2 separate regions of the Mus musculus genome follow, and region 2 is linked to region 1. Evidence: chromatin contacts called from public Hi-C data. All regions are on one chromosome and are shown on one strand. The core of a region is the stretch at or near the end of the contact, and the rest is flanking DNA. Distances in the headings are between cores, read along the strand shown. Region 1 overlaps Spata5 (spermatogenesis associated 5). Region 2 overlaps Gm20755 (predicted gene, 20755).

Region 1 (3,568 bases), core at 468-2,967:
AAACCAGCAAGAAGTTATCTCCCAATAAAACCGAAATTGATAAATGAAAACCGACAAACTAAATTTTAATTGGTTTGAACAGACTGCCCTAAATCATACAAAAGTTAAATGGCAGCTCTGGGTTTAGATGCCCAACTACAGTGACTATTCTCTACTTAGTCCACCAGACAGCCCTGAGCTAGATGAGAAGGCAGGTGCTGGGTGCTGAGCAACATCAGACTTTAGGGCCTGAACTTAAGGACCATCATGATGTGCAGGTGGTATTCTGCAAAGTTGGTCTTTGTAAAGACAGAAGTAGCAAAGGACAGACTACCTTCAAAGGGGTCAAAAGCAGCCTGACAGGACCGAAGTAGTTTTCCAACTATGCTTGTTTGCAGCTCTCTAAGCTTCTCAGGCTCTGGCAGTCAGAAAAGATAAGCAGCCACACTGGTGTGTCTACACTGTAGTATTGACACTGGTGTGTCTGACCTGTGGTTGAAGAGTGACACGTAGCCAAAGAAAGCTATGAATGGGCTCAATGGTTTAAATTTTAAAATATTTCTACTTTTTGTGTGTGGTGTTTGCAAGCTTGTGTGAGAAGCATGTACATGATGCACATTGTATATGTCTTCCTCAATTGCTCTCCACCTTATTTTTTGAGATAGGATCTCTCAAGGAACCTGGAGCTCACCAATCAGCTAGCCTGGCTGCCCAATCAACTCCACTGGTCTCTGCCTCCTCAGTCCTGGGGTTACAGACGAAGCATCACTACTGAATCTACTTTTACCACAAGGGCCAAGGAACTGAGCTCAGCTTCTCCTATCTCCCCAGCCTCAGCTATTCCGTTTTTGTAAAGTGACCCAGCAGTTCTCAAGTGTGAACTTTGTAGATGACAATGTTGTTACACAATGCTAAAAGTCTGAAAACACCAGGGAGAGAAGAGGTCCAAGAAGCAACCTTGGAAACATTTAAGCTTATCTCCATACTGGAGAATGGAATCTGTATGAAAGAGGAAAGAAAGGATCATGAAGCAAAGGGCTATCTGGCAGACGGCACTGAGAAGAACAGGGAGACTAAAGCTTGGGCTTGTTACAAGGACAAAAGAGCTCCAGTGAGACAGATCAACAGTGCCCAGTGAGGCAGCGCAGGCAGCCATTGCCAGTGAAGAGGAAGACTGTGTAACCTCACAGTAGCATGGCCAGAGGAATAAACTGCCCCAAAGTGGCCATGAAGCACAAAATGTTATTTCTAGAGTTGATTTTTAAATTCCTGAATTCATAACATAGAAATTTCATTCTGGCATTCACATAGTGGCATTTGTTGTTGTGGAGATAGGTAGAGTAGTGGTTCTGAGGAACTGCTCTGTAACTGCAACTGTAACCCAAGTCAGAGGGAGCCTAAAGAGCACATCCCCCAGTGTGGGGAAGACAACCCAGAAGTGATGCAGAAACCTCAGCTCTTCTCTACTGTCAAGTACCCTTCTTTTGTATTAACTTTATTTGTTTCACCTTAAGTCGCCCCCAATCATGCTGACATCTTCTACTGATTATATTAAATCTAAAAGTGTTCTTAAACAAACGAAAACTACTCACTTCCATTCCTAAGAGTCCTGCTTCCAATTTTCAGGAGGAAATTAAATAATGTATAAATCAAATACTGGGCCCAAGCCCAGACAGCTGAACATCGTTTTGTCCTTTCAAGGCAAAGAGGAAGTGTCTGCTGAGGGAGGGACAAGCCAAAAGAAATAAAGCTTAACCTCAGTCCATGTGAAAGTGATCTCAGATAACTAGGACGTCTGCAAGTACGTTAAAAATGAGACCACATACTAACACACAACTTTCCATGGACGTGAAAGGCTGTATCTGGATCTAACTCCCACCTTGAAAACAAACACATGCTGGGGAAAAGACACTGCCTTAGAAATCCTACTTAGAAGACAGAGAGAGGGAAGGAAGCCACAGGGAGGGAGGTAGACAAGAACTTCCCTGAGCACTTACTACAGACTCACAAATACATTTCACTGTAATTGAAAGCACTGCTAAAAAAATAAAAAGGTGGCCCCACCAGCCTGGTGGCGGAGGAGGAGCACAGTTACCCTCCGGACCTCAGATCATGTTGCTGGGAGTGTCAAGGAGCCTGTGGGCTATGCCTGCAGCCTGAGCACTGCCCTGGCCTTCTGGCTCACAGCACACTGGATCTGCTTTGCTGTAATGCATAAATTCACAGAGAAACATGAATGGATAACAACAGAGGAAGGTATTGGAACGATGGGAATCAGCAAGTTTGCATAGGAAGCTTTGAGAGATGTTGTTTACTGCAGTCTGCCAGAAGTGGGGACAAAATTGAAAAAACAAGAGGAGTTTGGTACTTTGGAGAGAGTGAAGGCTGCCAGTGAGCTCTCCTCACCTCTGTCAGGAGAGGTAACTGAAGTCAATGAAGCACTTGCCGCAAAGCCAGGGCTCGTCAACAAATCCTGTTAAGATGGTTGGCTGATGAAGATGACACTGAGCGACCCTTCAGAGCTAGATGAATGATGATTGAAGAAGCATATGAGGAATACGTGAAGTCCTCTGAGGAGTGACCATGGCACCCCTCCATGATAAAACTGGGACATGACCTGCCCAGCATGCTTGTCTTAAACCAGCGGAGAATAGAGGTCTTGAAATAACTTTTAGCAGTACTAATGGAAAGAAACTGGAACTGTTCTTGACAGTGCTACTTAAGACCCACCCCCAACTTCCTAATGGATGCGGATAAACACAGGGTACAGATTTTTTTTTTTTTTTTGATAATCACCATATTAAGTATTTAGACTAGAGGTTAAACTCTGGTGTTTAGAATTCTTAAGATCATTTGAGGTGAAAAGTGGTTATAAGCTGGGTTTGGTGACAGACCACTGTTTAATCCCAGCACTCAACAGGCAGATGTTAGTTCGAGATCGGTCTACATAACAAGTTCCAGACCAGCCACAGCTACATGGTGAGACCCTACTTACTGGTTATAAGAATTTCATAATTCAGCCGGGCGTGGTGGCGCACGCCTTTAATCCCAGCACTCGGGAGGCAGGGGTAGGCGGATTTCTGAGTTCGAGGCCAGCCTGGTCTACAAAGTGAGCTCCAGGACAGCCAGGGCTATACAGAGAAACCCTGTCTCGAAAAAAAACCAAAACAACAACAACAACAACAACAACAAAAACAACAACAAAAAAGAATTTCATAATTCGAGCCAGGCTGTTGTGGCGTACACCTTTCCAGCACTTGGGAGGCAGAGGCAGGTGGATCTCTGAGTTCAAGGCCAGCCTGGTCTACAGAGTGAGTTCCAGGACAGCTAGGGCCACACTGAGAAATCCTGTCTCAAAAAAAAAAAAAAAAATTCATAGTTCAAGATAACAGTGGTGTATCTTACATAATTTGGTACCTTGCCCATATCCACCACTGTGTCTTCTCACTGGAAATGCCTTGGAATGCAGGGAAGTGTTGTACAGTGTCAGAGGGAGTAGTGTCTTTGTTTTGCCATGTGCTGTGTTGGCTGTTGTTTTCCCACTGTGAAACACTGGCTATGTAACACTGTGAGAAACAAATAAAACATT
Region 2 (3,568 bases), core at 342-2,841, 380 kb before region 1:
TCTCCTGTACCCCAGTCCTCCACTCACCCACCTCCTCCCCACCCCACACTACAACTTATAGGCTAAAAGTTTGGACTGAGGACTGACGGGTGAACTTATCTGGAACCATGTCTAAGTATAAGATGAACGTCACCTCAGCACCCTGTATAATTATGGTATTTAGCCAGCAATGTTGAACAGGGGCTCAAACCCATCAGGTTCTGGTTAATCTGCCTTCAGTGGCCACAGCTGGCCAACCGGAAGAAGACAATTGAGGAATAATGTTGTTATGTCTTAATAAAGATTACTGGTGTCTGAGGCAAGACCAATGTGCGGTGAACTTCTGGCTTTGCAGGCTCTGTGGAGAGGATGCAGGGGTGTGTCGCTTCGTTTGTTTGCTTGTTTTTGCTTCATGCTGTGCTGACTCTTGGCTTCTCCTTAGCTGAGTTTCCCAGTCTCCCTGAGCTTCCCATCCCCTCCCCCCTCGGAATGCATTAACTCCTAGGATGCAGATGCTAACTTTGTTAGGCATCTTCGATCAGCGCTTGACTTTTACATTAGAGTTTGAATTCTACCTCATCAGAGCTTGGCTATGACTTGAGACAATAGGTTATCCATACTCCAGCAGAAAGACTTGACAAGGAACACACAAGCACACACACACACACACACACACACACACACACACACACAAACATACAATAGATGGCGTGTGTGGCAGCTCAAGCTCTTTATCCAGTGCATTAAGATGACTTAGGAAGTTGGGGGTGGGGGGAATTCCATCCCTCATATAGACATGCAATAATAGTCTAATAATCTAATCTAACAAGTTTGACCCCCAGTAGGAAATAGTCAAAAAAGGACTTTCATGGAAACTGTGAAAAGATAAAGAAACAGTATGGTGGCCAGGAGAGTACACTTAGGAGTCAGTCCCTACTCAGCCACTCATCAGACATGTGACCTTGGGCAAATTCTGTGATGTTACCCTGCCTAGAAGTTCGCTTTAAGAAGGGGGATGCTACTGACAGAAACTGCCAGGCATCGGTCTCATAAGGATTAAAGGGATTATTAGCTCATCAGCAGTCCTTAGAATGGTGCCTAGTATTCAATAACCCGGAGAGAGGCTAGAGAGATGGCTCAGTGGTTAAGAATCCTTCCGGATCTCGAAGGGGACCTGATTTCAGTTGCCATGACTCATGTCAAGCATCTCACAGCCACCTGTAATTCCAGCTTCAGGGAAACTGACATGAGCTTCTGGGCTCCACTGGGCACCTACACTCATGGGCATGTACCTCCCAACCCCCTCCACATGTGTGATTTGAAATAAAACAAAATAAAATAAACAGCTGGATATTAATGCTGTTGAGTGGTCACTAAATACAGCCTGCAAAATCCCCGGCTCCAAATTCTTGCGTTAGATCCTTGACTTGAGGCTATTAACATTTAACCAGAGGATCGTAAATAAACTGAACTATGGTTAAACCCATCCTGTTAATGTGTCTGTTCCTGAGAAAATACAAACGCACATAAAAATGGAATGTCTTGGACCGTGTCTGGGAGGGAGGGATGAGCAATGAAAAGACGAGATGATTTGCTAAGGCTGCCGAGGCCGGACACAAACGTTTCTGGGCTCATCCTTGGTCCATGCCAGCACAGCTCTTAAAGCACAGGACTGAAATGACCTGCCTCCCACAGAGGAAGTGATTTTAGGGTCCAGGTTTCTGAGCATACTTTGGCATTCACGTCCTGGCTCCTGTTCTGATTCTTCTTCCTTCGTAATTACATGCCCGCTGTCAGCGCACCCAGCAATGATCCTTAATTACCTCCTCTTAATTACATACCTGCCGCCAAGGTGTGCCAGTTCCCCTTTGCCGTCCTCAGTCAGTTGGTCGATATTAGCCAGAAAGACGCACAGCAGCCCCAGGAAGGCTCCCTAGGAGCCTGTGGGTAGGAGGACAAGCTGGGGGATGTGTGTGTTTAATTGTCTTTCTTTTCTGGTTTTACTTTAAATGCTAGAACTTTCTCAGCCATGTTACAATGTGGTTTTGTTTTTGTTTTATGACTCGTCTGACTTTTTAAAAGATAACACAGGCAAAAGCCTCAGGGTACTTTCTAGATGTCCGATGCGTATTTGTTTATAGCATTCCAAAATATCATACATAGAGTTAGGTATTTCCACTGACTTTCTAACATCTTCCTCTTTTTATTGGCTGGAGATCAACTATAAAAGTCAGCACACACCAAAATACAGAGCTTCCTTTTAAATACAGAGAGAGAGAGAGAGAGAGGGAGAGAGAGAGAGAGAGAGAGAGAGAGAGAGAGAGAGAGAGAGAGAGAGAGAGAGAGAGAGAGAACTACAATTGTGACGTGCATTGTAATCTAAATGAAATTCCACCCCAGCAGCTGTTCTCCCAGAACAGACTTGTCCCTGATGACGCCCAGGTCTCAGGCCCAGAGCTGAACAGGAAGCTGGCTTAAGAATGGATGCACCTTTGAAAGTGGCAACCTGCCAATTGGAAGACAAACGTCCCCTTTCAACTGACCTCCGGTTGTGACAGTGTGCATACTTGGGGTACATTGACTATTCAGGGTATTGGAGAGGGTGGTTTCTGCCATCTGCTGAATTCTGCCTCTAGATAGGGAAGGAAAAAAGTATAAGAAATTAAATCACTGTAGGAAATATTAAAAAGTCGGGCTTTTTAAAACACATCGTTATGAAAACAAAACCTCCCTGAGACCCTGCTCTCTGGGTTGTGTGCATGTTTTTAGCTGTGTTTTCCTTTCAGTAACTTTCATTGCCTCTTGTGTTTCCATTACCAGTGGGCTTCCTAACATCTGTTTTCCATTTTTATTTCATTTCCACTTGTGACCTTTGGCCTAATCTTTGTGTTTGGAAAAACACAGGAATTAAAGTTGACATTATCTCCTCTGCTCTCTCCAAGCTGCAAGCACACGGCTTTAACCTTGTGTCGAAGGCAGTATTTACAGCCAGAGAATCAATGTGTTGCCGAAGGGAGGAAGTTACACAACGTGCAAGTCAGAGAGAGCAACCTGTAGTGTGGTGTTCTGTCTGTCAGGGTTTCTGGCATCTGAACGTCTATTCTAAGTCTGTGTCTGCTATTCAAAATTACACCAAACATTCTAGAAAAGGCCAGGTGCAGTTCCTTCCATAATGACAGTGACATGTCTTGTCTCTAGGATGGTGATGGATGGGTGGATAATCAGAAGATCTAAACCAACTAAAAGAGAGAGATGATGCAAAATATTAAAATTAGAAAGGAAAAGAGAGATTGTAGTAGACATTGATGGAATCTCAGAGGGTCAATGTGACATATTTTAAAAACATATCACATTAGTCAAGTTTCCCTAAAGAAGGAGCCTAATGGAATGTGTAGATATTACAAAAGGGATATATTAGATTGGCTCACACAGTATGCTCTCTCCACAAGGCTGGATGCCCCAGGAGTATCAATCTGGCACTGACTGCATGAAGGGTTCCTGGGAAGCCATGGCTCTTTAGTCCATGTTAGAGACCAAAGAAGCTGGTTCTGACGCCAGCAAAGGATAGTGGCAGCTATGACAGAGCCAG

What was found. A called contact is a pair of places that touch in the nucleus more often than the background predicts.
Region 2: a contact with region 1 is called in a Hi-C map of uterus. The contact joins two enhancer-like sites. A contact is called at or near these places in 1 of 484 Hi-C or Micro-C datasets (uterus) and 1 of 9 other capture datasets (embryonic stem cells).

The regions. Positions count from the first base shown.
Region 1 is chr3:37,555,125-37,558,692 of GRCm38.p6, reverse strand. The region is part of intron 15 of Spata5 (spermatogenesis associated 5); the gene reads right to left. All of the region lies in intron 2 of Gm36412 (a long non-coding RNA gene), which reads left to right. Among named protein-coding and RNA genes, the nearest start is that of Gm36412, 45 kb to the left of the region's middle. Within about 2 kb of position 1,717, at least 58 of the 459 cell types and tissues checked have an H3K27ac peak or open chromatin away from gene starts, as enhancers often do. A contact at or near this core is called in uterus, where this site is marked.
Region 2 is chr3:37,934,399-37,937,966 of GRCm38.p6, reverse strand. It overlaps Gm20755 (predicted gene, 20755), which reads right to left. Exons shown (of 4, transcript NR_040559.1): 2 at 2,523-2,611. Among named protein-coding and RNA genes, the nearest start is that of Gm20755, 37 kb to the right of the region's middle. Within about 2 kb of position 1,591, at least 54 of the 459 cell types and tissues checked have an H3K27ac peak or open chromatin away from gene starts, as enhancers often do. A contact at or near this core is called in uterus, where this site is marked.